Regions from separate parts of the Zea mays genome. Here regions 1 and 2 are each linked to region 3. A link is a contact called in public Hi-C data. All regions are on one chromosome and are shown on one strand. The core of a region is the stretch at or near the end of the contact, and the rest is flanking DNA. Distances in the headings are between cores, read along the strand shown.

The links. A called contact is a pair of places that touch in the nucleus more often than the background predicts.
Region 1: a Hi-C map of ear shows a contact between it and region 3, with 1.9 times the contacts expected there. The contact joins the enhancer-like site here to the promoter of LOC100282700 in region 3. A contact is called at or near these places in 2 of 25 Hi-C or Micro-C datasets (ear and endosperm).
Region 2: a contact with region 3 is called in a Hi-C map of tassel, with 2.3 times the contacts expected there. The contact joins the promoter of LOC100274680 here to the promoter of LOC100282700 in region 3. A contact is called at or near these places in 2 of 25 Hi-C or Micro-C datasets (endosperm and tassel).

Annotation. Positions count from the first base shown.
Region 1 is chr4:53,766,699-53,771,100 of Zm-B73-REFERENCE-NAM-5.0, forward strand. LOC100274680 reads right to left here. Exons shown (of 10, transcript NM_001148999.2): 9 at 4,093-4,194; 10 at 2,541-4,008. The coding sequence ends at 2,950. Among protein-coding and RNA genes, the nearest start is that of LOC100274680, 17 kb to the right of the region's middle. Within about 2 kb of position 1,838, at least 18 of the 20 cell types and tissues checked have an H3K27ac peak or open chromatin away from gene starts, as enhancers often do. A contact at or near this core is called in ear and endosperm, where this site is marked.
Region 2 is chr4:53,783,949-53,788,503 of Zm-B73-REFERENCE-NAM-5.0, forward strand. LOC100274680 reads right to left here and starts at 2,048. Exons shown (of 10, transcript NM_001148999.2): 1 at 1,910-2,048; 2 at 1,570-1,601. The coding sequence starts at 1,989.
Region 3 is chr4:54,018,655-54,023,403 of Zm-B73-REFERENCE-NAM-5.0, forward strand. It overlaps LOC100282700 (Signal peptide peptidase-like 1), which reads left to right and starts at 3,256. Exons shown (of 5, transcript NM_001414627.1): 1 at 3,256-3,827; 2 at 3,970-4,038; 3 at 4,337-4,749. The coding sequence starts at 4,400.

The DNA.
Region 1 (4,402 bases), core at 588-3,087, 250 kb before region 3:
ATAATAGAACTATTGTCCTCAAAATCACCTCTATCATCTAAACCAGCAGCTAAATCTTTAAGCAAACCGGATATGTCATCATCTTCGTTAGGCTCCTCTGTAACCTCAATGTCGTCATAGTTCCCTGATTCACAGAAGAGCTAGCTTCTCCATGTAAGTTCCATATCATGTACCCTTTGAGAAACCCATAACATATCAAGTGCTCACGCACTTCACTTGCCTCTTTCCAAAATGCAAAAGCTAAGAAACCATTCACTCCTTGCAAATATGCCTTGTTGTGCCTACAATATTTTTATGTTAAATGACATTTTAACCATGGGTGTCATTTAATTTGTGAAACATGGTTTGTACTTAGCATCATTATCGATCCATGTTTTATCCATCAAACTTTGTGTAGGGGACCAGATAGCTTCCAAAATGAAAAAAATATCTTAAGAAATACAATAGTCATATAATTTTATATATCTATATGTCCATGCATATGGTATTCATATCCATGTGGTATGAAAAAATATAAACAGAAAGACAATCATACTGTCACACAAGCGTTTGTGCGGGTTCTTTCACCTTTAGCCTTCTATTCAAATAAGAAGTTGTGCTAGCACTTGATCAGATGTAGATTCAGATGCTGCATTCAATGGATTGAATTAGATAAATGCACATAAAAGTAATATAGAAAAGTTAATACTTTTTTATTTAACACATGACTTGGTTAAATACACGTGTTTCAATTATTTGAGCAAGAACTATTTACCATTATTATATAGTTCTATTAGAGATGACATCAACTCACTCCCTTATAAATAGTCTGCTATGATTTGCTTATGTGCAACTTATACAAGTGACTATATGTTCACATGTTCCAAGTTTCTAGAGAATAAAAAACACTTACTAATTGATTTCCGCATATATAGTCTGCTACAATGTCATTTATTAGAACTAAAGAGCTTAATCCTTGCAAGAAGTAGAACTAAAAACCTCAACTGTTGCTTCCACCTGTATATGTGGAAACTGATCCTATCAGGAAGAATAAAAATATATTCCATAAAGTGCATATATATATGTATAACATAACAAAGGAATTTATTAAAAATGGCTAATAGTTGAACTATTAGTTAAGGTGTTTGGATGTCTTTAACTAATTTTAGTCACTAACTATTAGCTCTAGTATATTGAAACATCCCATAAATATCTTATCAATTGTTATCTAGAGGGATTTCTCACCCGGGAAAAGGAAGGGGATCCAAAGGAATTTGGATTCCTAAACTAGCCGTGAGCGTGAGTGACTGTCTCAATGAGATAGATAGAGATAGACTGACAGACAGATGGAGGGTTTGTTAAGGCGTTACCAGGGGGTCGAAAATATGTGCACTGCATCAAGCATGTAAATACGCCGATCGATCGTGTGGATGCACCTCCGCGTTTGCATGTTTAGTTAGGATTCCAATAATGTCCAAGCGCATCAAGCTGCAACTAGGAAAATACAACAGTATATAGTGCCGTTTTCATCAGGGTAAGCGCACTGCAGTGCGCCTAGTCCGGTCTCAGCTCTAGCTATCTGCCAACACAAAACTGCGTGCCCGGACTCATGTTTTCTTGCTCCAGATGCAGTGAATGCCTAATTCGCATTAACCACACCTCTCTACCAGATGCGGAGCCATCAACGTACTCAAGATCTGCTTGTCTTTTTATTCACGGAAGCTTGCGCACGCAATCACACTCACAGGTTAAAACCTTTCCCGGATACATCCAAACGATGTCCCGGATCGATCGAGTCAGTCCAGAATAGGAACATGCTGTACAGAGCCCACCCGGCCGTCTCTCTCGCTCGAAAGCCGGTGCTGCCTCTGTCAGATGCTGCTGTCGAATCCATCCATCGCGTCAGCAACGCAGGCAGGCAGCAGCACAGCAAACGTGATGTGGCCGTCGACAGCGCCATGCTTCGCCTACGTGAGATGAACGAACGCATGCATATGCCGGCTTTCCCTTCTACTTCTTCCAGGTTCAGTGCTTGCCTATTGCCGATGAACACGACAGATTGGCGATTACATACCATGGGCGGCAGGCAACAGTCCCGGGGCATCTTGTCTTGTCTCTACCGGTTTTGCCTGCCTTGCTGATACAAACGGCACGCCACAGTTTCAAGAGGGGGGCACAAGCAACGGCTCATGCCTACCACAGAGCATACTGTTTGTTCGCTCCAATCAACAGCATAGACAGCTTGCGTCTGAAAGTACACTCCAGTTACAGCACGGCATTGCTTGGAGCTGGACATGATTCTGTTTTGGAACCCAACAACACACTGTACCTTCCTGACTGGGACCATGATGTTGTTGCATTGCACGCCTCCAACGCTCCATCCAGGACGGACAAACTTCAGTCTTTCTTGCTGCCATACCCCATTCAGCTGGGACACCTCTCACTGTCCAGCAGATTTTCAACTCGCCCAATCTCACATGCATCTTAGATGAGCTCGCACAAAGACAGCACACGTAGGTGGTACAATCAACAACTTAAACTAGATCAAACGACATTACAGCTTTCTTTCCCACATTGTGTTTTTTTCCTTATTTGATTATTTCTCCTTGTACAGGTCTAGATACAACAACAACAATATAGCCTTTTTACTTTTAAATCAGACTAGAGTACAAACCTAACAGTTACAATTACAACTTACAACAACAACAACAAAACCTTTTAATCCCAGGATAGGCTAGAGTTAAAATCCAACATCAACAGAACATTTTACTTCTAAGGTAAGCTAGAGCTGAAACCGAACAAAAACCACAAATCAAGGTTCAGACACATGGTTAGCTATTTTCCACTGGCCCCTATTTAAAGCTAAATCTTTGAGTATATTAGACACAACAGCTTTTTTTTCTTTGAACTGACAACTTTCACCTCAAACCCCCACTAGTTAGCAACCAACCTTTCCTCAGGCTGCAACCATCATCCCCAGAAACCTGGGCCAAAACCATATGGTGGCCTCTGCACCATCCTATTGTCGATGTACTGCACTTGCTGAGCACCATTGATACCGAATGGGTGAAACCCATTCACCATGGGGTGGTAGACAGCTGGAGGACCGAAGAAAGCCTGGCCTTGATGCTGCAGCTCAATACCAGGATTGAAATGAAGGAAATTACCCTGTCCTTGACCTACCAATCCCTGATGAGAATGAGGATGAGGATAGGCTGGATGCATAAGTGGTTGTGGCAACCCATAACTAAAAGCAGAAGGGCTGATCAGGTGCTCAGGTATATGCGCAAACCGATCAACAATTGGCTGGCTGGGCCAATGTGCTTGGGGGATAAAAACAGAGCGAGGCCTGGAACTAGAAACATGAGTATTAGCAGCACGGCCGGTAGATACAGTAGCCTTCACTTTCTTCTGTTGCACATGATTACATGCTGAGTCAGGTCCCACCTTGCTGCTCTTCTTATCATCTTTCTGTCCGGGAGAGATGATTTGCTTCTCCTGCTGAAGGGACTTCTCCTGATCAACATACTTATTGTTATTCTTCTGGATGGGAGACACTACTATTGGCTCATCCTGCACAAGGGGCTTCTTGTCATCTTCCTGGCCGGGAGAAATGACTAACTTATCCTGGTTAAGGGGTTTGGTCTTCTTAGCACCTTTCTGAATGGGAGAACTAACTGACTTCTCTTGATCAAGGGTCTTCTTACCATCTTTCTGACCAGGAGAAATGGCTAATTTATCCTGCTCAAGGGCCTTCTTTTTCTTAGCATTTTTCTGAATAGGGTTAGTTCTGGTCTTATTTGGATTAGTACGCTTCCTCTTAATAGTTTTCTGATGGGGTTTAATGACTGGGTTAACCTGGTTCAAAGGCTTAAACAACAGGGCCTTTAGCTTGGGCGCAGCAATTTCACCCTTAGAAAACTTGCTCAAATCAGAAACGCTAGCCCTTAGGCATTCACATATTTTCTGCATCTCCTTCACCCCTACCGATCTGGCAAAATTCTGAGATCGGTCCAAGAAGTCCTCAACCTGCATGGATTGTTTTGCTACATAAACAAAGTTTTGCATGCACCGTCCAATACAATGTTAAACCAAAATCCGTAGGAGACTTACATTCAAGTTGCCAACACCCTTCGCCCAGGTCTTCGATATCCATGTCCCTTCAAAATTGCTAGCACAGAGCCCTTGCTCCCATAAACCCTCCACTGACACTAGCTGCACCAAATAAGTCCAAAAGTGTACGCAATTGAGCAGAATGAGCCACAATAACGTGTAAACTTTGTAAAAAAAAATACAGTTTCACAGGTACAATACCAAAAAGAAATAGAACTAGAACTTAACTGTAACTAGCTACATACTAGAATGACTTAAAAAACAGGAGGAACCACCGTTTTTGTTAGTCAGGTCCATAGTGGCATGGTGA
Region 2 (4,555 bases), core at 798-3,297, 240 kb before region 3:
GTGCACACGACAAAACACAATATTTGGATGAACTTGACAATATCAGGAATCAAGATATCACCAAAAATATTGGAGAGATTCTAAGCTTCCATACTTTCACAAGGAAAGAAGAGAACAATGGAAGGAATGTTATTTCTTTCTCCTTTGATGAGGGGATTCTTTTCGAACTGCACAACAGACAGTATAGCTTCGGGTTTTTTTATTGAACGTGCTTAGCACGTATTTCATAAAGAAGGTAGAAAAGTTACATGGCTTCCCCTATTGCCGGGTGAGCTGCCCATCCACACGTTTCACCGGCGCAAGGAGCGAGAGAGATAGAGAGCACTAGAGCAGAGACTTGCTTAAGACGCTACTACAGAAAAACCTTCATTGGCAGTTATTCCAATGAAGTTCCCGAATACAACATAATCACAAAGAACGACGGTCATGAGAGCTCCAGTTATGTCAGTGACCCACCTTCATTGGCAGAGGGTGCCTTGATTACAACAACGCGACCTGATCGTGTTGAACTAAAAGACTTGAGAAGCGGGGGCTGGATCATCCGGAAAAATGTCCTTTATGTGAGCAGGAGAGGGAGACAATTGACCATCTGCTTGTGAATTGCGTTTTCTCAAGAGAATGTTGGTTCCTCCTTCTAAGGCAATTCGGGCTGCAGGGTTTGGCCCCCCAACCAACGGATATTAATTTTATGGAGTGGTGGCATCAAGCAAATGAAGCTATTCAGGGGTCCTTCAGAGATGGCCTAAACTCCCTCATTATGCTGGGCGCTTGGATTTTGTGGAATCATCGGAACAGATGCATCTTTGATGGCCTTTCCCCTAATGTTGCTAATTTCCTAATCCATGTGGGGGATGAGCGCCGTCTGTGGGAGACTGCCGGGGCCAAGGGGTTGACATCCCTTGTTGCCTCCCTCTCTCATGTAGCCTAGAGTTTTATAGATGAGTCAGTCTATGCTAGTTTCGTTCAGGCCGCCGTAAGGCGTCAGTTGTACCCCGGTTTATTTTAGACCTTGTTTATTTCTTCTTTTAATAGAATGATACGCAGCTCTCCTGCATGTTCGAGAAAAAAAAACTTTAGTCAGGAGAACCAAACACCCCCTAATAACTTGTCTCATTGCATCAATACCTTGACATTGTATCTGCTTGGTTGTACTATACAAGACCACTCAATGTACATACAAATCATTGGGATTCTGGGAAACAGTAAGCAGTGTAGAAAGGTAACAGGTAATCACACAGAAATGTGTCTAGGCTTCCAAACTTTCAAAAGGAAAGAAGAGAGCAGTGAAAGGAATGTTATTCCTTTGTGGCTTTGTCCTTCGAGGAGGAAGGTTCTTTTTCGAACCGCACAGCAAGGGGTATAGCTTCGTGTAATAACTTGGCGCCTTGCATTAATACCCTGGCATTCTATCTACTTTTCTACACCACAAGACCACTCCATGAACATGCAGGTCACCGCGGGAGAGAGCAGCAAGCAAAAAGTGTAGAAAGGCCCAAGGTAAAGACAGAGATGTGTAAGCAACGCAAGTGTAAAAAGAAAGGCCGAGGGTAAGCAGATAGAGATATGTACCTTCGGAATCCCATGAGATTGCCACAGCGGGCCTGCACGATGGCAAAGAAAACAAAGCTCAAACACATAAAAAGCCGAAGAAATCTATATTTGCCATGACAGCAAACACAACAACGGCGACACAGCGGTTTCTGGTCTAGCGGGGGAATCCTATCACGGCAAACAACAACTGCACGAACTTTTTCGCATCTAATGGCTGAATAAGTAAAAAAACTACTACAATCGTGCACCCTCATAGCGAATTTCACCAGAGAAAAAGGTAAGCAACTGAACAGTAAAATCCCCGTCCAGGGGGGGGGGGGGGGGGGGGGGGGGGGGGGGGGGGTGGGCAACAACGAACTTGAGACGGAGATCCCCGTCCAGTAGATCGGAGGCATCGGGTCCTAAAGGAACCGGAGGCGAAGCGGCGGCGGCGGCCATCAAACGATTCCAATCTTACAACCGGTAGCCGTCGGTTGGGCGAGGGTGGATGACAGGATGAGGGAAGGTTGGGCGGAAGGGTCAGACTTCAGAGAAAGTCATTATGTCCGATGAAGCTCTGCTGTGTGGACCCACGGTTAACCATCTCGTTTATCCCGATTTCCCGCTTCCTATCCAGAAAAAAAAACGAAAACTGCTGAACGGTTTGGGCTTTCAAATTTAAAAAAAAAAATCCGTCAAAACGCGCCTATATCGAGCGTTTTCGGTTAAACCTTGTTTATTTTTGAAAAATAAAAAATGACATAATTTGTTTGTAATCGGTTGATTGTATGATGCACACTGAATAATAATAGATTCACACAACATTTGATCACTAAAATCGCATACACCTTACATATGCAAATTTGAATTCATATAAAGTTTTTGCACAACACATAATTCCACATATGTCGAATGATGAAGTATCCACGTATTCAGATTGAGCCATAATATTCAAGCATGCTAGAAGCATTCGGGTATAGCCTCATTCAATATACAATGATCATATACAAAGATATGAAATATAATCAGCAAAAAAACATGAATGACATTTGTTGGGGTGAAGGCTAAACATGACCTCGATCAACGACACGAAGGCTCGACCCCTCGATCAACGACACGAAGGCTCGACCCCTTATTTTAACTAACCATACTTGTACAAGATCACGGGCGACCGGGGCCTACGCTATGTAGCAACTTCGACGAGGCCTTCGACTTAGCACCTAATGATCGATTGTAACCCAAAATCCTATTTTTGGATTTATAAGAGTTATCCAAAAGATTAAGAATTAAAGTGAGTCCTAATAAGGGTTCCTCATTTTTTTAATTTATCTTCTCTTGAAGTGAATAGATGGCGATACAAAAAATGTTGTTAGAGATAGACCCTAAAAATTTTAAAACTAGAGGTTAATTTCTCAATACAGGAAAAAAAAAACATAATACGAGGAAGTCTTCAACCCATTTGCTAACATGAAGAATTCTCTCTCATGAGCTAAATAATTAAAAATATTTTAAAAACATTTTAATTAATGTAACCCTTGATAAAAGTCATATGCTAAGGTCCTCTAAAAGTAGATAAGAATGGGATATTCATTTTGAATTAATTTACAATTGTAGCCCACACACAAAATACTATATTCCTATAAAGAATAGTGTATGTGTTCCATAGTTTAAACATTTGCTTAAATGAATAATTAACCTAGAAAATAAACATGACTTGCATATCATGTTGGGTTCTTTATATGTTGCATATAATCTGGATATTTTTTGAATCAACTCATATTTACATTGGAATTTCAGAATTTGAAAAGTAAGAAAATCAGGAAATAGAAATAAGAAAAAAGAATGAACTAAGCTGATTCGGCCCAAGTTCCTCATCTCGGCCCAGTTCAAGTCACCACCCGCGAGGCCCACTATTCCCCCACCGTCCCTACCTTCTTCCACTGCCACGTGGGGCCCGCTGGATAGCCGCTCGGTCAGCTTCTCTGTCGCCCGCACGCGCATCATCACCTGGGCCACTGCTGGTGCTGGCTCGCTGGTCAGTCCTATGTGTACATTCGGACCGCCCAACCCGGCCCGGCCCAAGCCCGAAAAAGTCTGTATTGTTTGAATTTCGGGCCGGCTCGACCCATTTGAATTTTGGACCGTGCCGGGCCGGCCTATGGGCCTAGCCCTCGGCCCGGCCCGTAATTGCTTAAACGTGTCGGGCTCATTTCGGGCGGTCCGAAATGATAAAAGCCCGAAATTCATATTAGGGCCCGAAATTCAATTTTTGGCCCAAAATTCACATCAGGACCCGAAATTCACATCAGAGCCCGAAATTCAAAACAAAATTAATAAAACAAATAAAAGATAAGACAAATAAATTTGATCAAAACCAAACTTAATATTTGTATTAAGTTACCAGAGCTATGCAATGACTACCTCGTTTACAAATCATTTTGTTAGAAAGAAAAAGAGTATAATCAGCTCTATATAAAGTTCGTAAGTTCAGTTCATTATCTAATGTTCATAACAAGAATAAAATTACATCACATACTCTAATTCAAAGCTACAAAAAACATCTAACTAACATTATCTCTAGCTTTGTGTTCTTTATCAAGTACATGAAAGTGTCGAATTAAGTGTGATTTTAATAAATATATGGCCCTTTTCGTGCCTCTAAATGGGCCATTACGTGCCTGCCTTAAACGGGCCGTGCTCGTGCCCGCCCATGGGCCGCGACCTCGGCCCAAACCTGGCCCGATATATCGTGCCGTGCCGGCCCGGCACTAAAATATTTCGTGTCGTGCCGTGCCTGGGCCGTGCTTTTTTCGTGCTTCGGGCCGGCCCATCAGGCCCGACCCAAATGTACACCTGTAGTCAGTCCCACCACACGCAGAGGAAAACAAGGGATGACGATCCGGCCCACCTGTCGGGTTCATCTCTTATCTGAAGATCAAACCACTGTATCCATCGCAACGACTTCCGTGACGCCGCCGAGACCCTCGCAAGCGGTTCAGGTGTTCTCGACCGAAGCTCCTGGGAC
Region 3 (4,749 bases), core at 2,006-4,505:
TGCAAATCACAAGTAAAGGTATGTTTCCAAGCCTTAGTACATTGGTTTTGTGTATTAATATACTTGTCTAAGTGTTAGAAACAGAGAGAAGAAGAAAAGAAAACAGATGCAAAAGACTTGGCTATGTACAACCAAGACTCAGCTCGGTCTGGCACACCGGACTGTCCGGTGGAGCACCGGACAGTGTCCGGTGCGCCAGACTGACTCGGCGTGAAGAGGCCGCTCTCGGGAATTCGCCGACGGCGTACGGCTATAATTCACCGGACTGTCCGGTGTGCACCGGACTGTCCGGTGAGCCAACGGTCGGCCGGGCCAACGGTCGACCGCGCGATCTGCGCGAGACACGTGGCCGAGCCAACGGTTGGAAGGGGGCACCGGACTGTCCGGTGTGCACCGGACATGTCCGGTGCGCCAACGGCTCCCAGATCTGCAACGGTCGACTGTGCTGTTTAAGGAAAGAAATCGGGCACCGGACTGTCCGGTGCACCCGACGACAGAAGGCAAGGATGGCCTTCCAGATTTGCTCTCAACGGCTCCTAGCTGCCTTGGGGCTATAAAAGGGACCCCTAGGCGCATGGAGGATACACACAAGCAACCTTAGAGCATTCTTGATCATCCACACTCAGTCTTTGCGCATTCGTTTGTCATTCTCAGTGATTCAAGCTTCGTTCTAGTGAGAACTTTGAGATAGTCTTTTGAGCTCGATTCTTGGCCGTGTGTGTGCGCATTTTGTTGTGGATTTGTGTGTGTTGCTTCTCTCCCTTACTCCGTGCTTCTTTGTGAACTTCAAGTGTAAGGGTGAGAGACTCCAAGTTGTGGAGATTCCTCGCAAACGCGATAAGAAAAGAAAAGCATAACACTGTGGTATTCAAGTTGATCATTGGATCACTTGAGAGGAGTTGAGTGCAACTCTCGTCCGTTGGGACGCCACAACGTGGAGTAGGCAAGTTTTGTACTTGGCCGAACCACGGGATAAATCACTGTGTCTTCTCTGTGTTAAACTCTTTGTGGTTATCGTATTGTGCAAGATCTTCGCTCTAGCCACTTGGCATTAACTGTGCTAACGCTTAATCAAAGTTTTGTGGCTATAAGTTTAAGTTTTACAGGATCACCTATTCACCCCCCCCTCTAGGTGCTCTCAACCATGAGCTGAAAGAAAACTACGGAGAACATGGTTGTCAAATTCTCTACCGTTGTCGCACTGAATGGATTGAATGGAAAGATGAAATTGGTTGCGCACATAATTATAAAAATTACGCAAAATCGTGGGTACCTCAGATTTGTGACGGATGGGAAAAGTCCAGACATAGTGAGTATAGTCATCGAGGATAATTAAATAATATTGAAAACCAGAAATGCTCGAAATTGGAGAGGTCCATAAATCGCAATGTATGATTTGAAAAGGAAAATATGTGAATGACATAGAATGTGGAAAGGGTAGCCGAACATGTTTGCCCTTCTGGCAGGCTTCACACATAGGAGAAGCAGCTAAAGACTTATTACATAAAAAGGGAAATTGAGCAAGAAGCCAAGCTAAGGAATATTTATTAGGATGACCGAGACGGCGATGCCAAACATCAACGGATGTGGTGTGTGCCAGAAGAGCCGTCGGGGAAGCAGAGATGGTTCCAAAGAAGGGATAGAGGTCGCCGAAACTATTGGACCTCATGATTATTTTCTTGGTGGCCAGATCCTTCACAGAAAAACCATAAGGATCAAATTCAATTGTACATGAGTTATCAGTAGTGAAACGACGCACAGAGATTAAATTCTTGATTAAGTGGGGAAGATGCAAAACAGAGGATAAAACAAAGGTATGTGGTGGTGAATGCAGAGAGGTATGGCCGGTACCGTGAACAAGAATTTTGGATCCATCACCAACAATAACATGTGAGGAATTAAGCGATGATGAAGAATAATAAATAGGTAAGAGTGATATGGTGGAGAAGATCAAAGCGACCGAGAATAATGGTGAAGAGTTGGCTCCATTTGCCGTAGTTGTGAACTTGAGTATCAAGAGTGTACGACACAAGCGATTTGATGTTCACGCTGTGTATAGCTTGAGAGAGAGGAAGAGCGGTGGTGGAAGAAACGACAGCAGTAGTGCTGGAAAATGAACTCTGCGTATCACTCATGTCGGACGCAAAAGAGGGAAAGACAGGATCTAGGCGGCTGATACCATGTAAGAATAGAATAGAAGAAGAACTGTTCTGTGTATAGTGCCATTCGGTGTACAATGTATATATAGACCTGATTACAAGAGATAGAGCCGGATGGCTCGGTACACACGTAAGAATAGGAGCTAGACTCCGTACACACCTAAGAATAGGAGCTAGACTCGGAATATGAATCTATACATAGTTTAACATCGCCTACTGTAGCAGCTGCTGTGGCTGGGAGAGCGAAGGTAAGTCGATGTCGGAGAAGCCGAAGTTGGCTTCCGGGTCCAGGAGGAGGTTCCTGGTAAGGAGAGAAATGAAGTTGGACAATGGGTTGATAGGGCATTTAACTATTTGTCATCTTTACAAAATCCCCTTAATCATGTGTCACTGACATGGTAAAAACTTTGCCACCCACCCCCTAAATAGTGGTAAATAATTAATTTTTCTAAGTTGGATAAAAAGTACAGAGTTATTTTTAAAAACGACCACGATGGAAGTGTTGAGCCATAGTGATGCTTTATAATAGTAAAGTTAGAGAAGAAAATAGAGAAAAGCTAAAGATCACCACCACTTGGAATAGCATAAGCACATAACTAGGTCTTGATATCGAGTCAGCTCAATCGACTCGGTCAAGCTCGATCTGGCTCGTTAAGGTAATGAGTTGGCTCGACTAGTCTCGTTATGGAATCGAGCCAGAATCATCTCGGCTCGTCCCGTTTGCGAGCTCGAGCTAGCTCGTTTAGCTCACGAGCTATAAAAAACAATATGTGGTGCACACATATACACGCACAACAATATAATTAATTTCTATTTCATTCTAGACCAATTTCATACTAGAAAAGAGTAATAATACTAACAATTTCATATATCACATCAATTGAACACTAATTAGTATAATTCATCCAACATAAGTGTATGCTTTATTTGCTAACAAATGTTATCTGATTGAACTAATAAGTTATTTCGAGTTTGGCTCGAGTTAACTTGTTAACAAACGAAACTATATACTAGTCTAGCTCGTGATAAAATCAAATCAAGCCAAACCGATCACAAACGGAATCAGGTGCTCCTGTCAGCCCCACCCCCACGACGTCCCCCGGACCCCCGTTTCCTTCCGATCCCCATCCGCCATCCCCCGTTCCCGTTCTTCTCCTTCCGTCCGACCGTCCCTCGACACTGCCGAGGCCGAACCTAGCAGCCGCCCACCCGACGCCCAATCCGCCGGTGCAATCGCAATCTCCGAGGGTTAATCGACTACCGGCGGCTACGGCGCCGCCAGTCTCCTGGCTTAGGCTGCCAGGGGATGCGAGGAGCCAGCGCAGCGCGGCCGCCGGCCAGCCGCCCCCGCCCCACTGCCTATACCGCCAGCTACAGTCGGAAACGGCTGCAAGGCAGTCGGAAGAGGGAAGCCGCAGCCGGGCACTGACTCCGATCCCCACTCTAGCCAACCCCACGCGGACCGGTCCACCTCGGACGACCACGACGCCATCTCGCACGCGTGCTTCCACCCAACCACACAAATCTTCTCTCCCAGGCCTAACCTTCCTCCCCGCGAGCTGCCTCTACTGATTTTGCACTGGCATGCCGTGACGCGGAAAGATGTGGAGATCCATCTTGGACTGATTTCTTCCTTACTCGGTGAGGAACTCCAAACCATCCAGCTAGGTAGGATAGGTTCCCTTGTACGAGTAGTTTGCTTTGTTCTGGGGATCTTCCCTTCTCCCTTTTCCAAATTCTTCACCCTCCGGGCCTGTGTTTACTTTGTGTTTGCTGTAGTATTTGTCTAATCCATCCATGGGTCCAACAGGTTATTCGCCCTCTGCCGGCGCAAGATCCATTTTAGTTTGCCCCCCTCCCCCAAATTGGACTACCCAAGGTGCGGGGACATCCGCCTATGTTTGAACAGTTCTGTTGGAGCATGCTCTGTTTTAAATTGACTGAACCTCCATGCCCTATGCTGAATTTGCTTCTCAGAGAGCTATTTTTTCATTAATGTTTTTTATGTTTGCTGCAAAAGCTTTAATTTTTCTTGTCAAACTAGATTGTGTTGTTTAGGGAGCTTGCACAACGATTAATTGGAAGGAACATACGAAAGAAAAGAACCGGAAGGATTAATCATGCTGTATATATATAAGCTATCCTTGACGCTGCTTGTTGTTTGCTGGTTATTGCAGGTTGAAGATACCTTGGTAGTCAGAGCATAGAATAAGGGTGGACTGTTATTAATTTTCCATAGGATGGAATCCTTGTGGAAGCTGACCTACTTGCTCGAGCCGGCATCACTTGCTCTCATTGCCACAGCTATCTCTGTGGCCTATGCATCCGCATCGCGTGCTCTAGATTATGGCAAAGAGATGGAGAGAAACTTGGATTTTTCAGAGGCTTCCATTACATTGGATCGGTCACAGGCACTAATGATTCCCCTTGCAAGCTCATGCAGTCTGTTGCTGATGTTCTACTTGTTCTCGTCTGTCTCACATCTTGTGACTGCTTTTACTGCTGTGGCCTCTGCGATGGCACTGTTCTTTTGCCTGTCTCCGTATGTCACTTATCTCAAGATGCAGTTCAATCTAATGGACCCATTCGT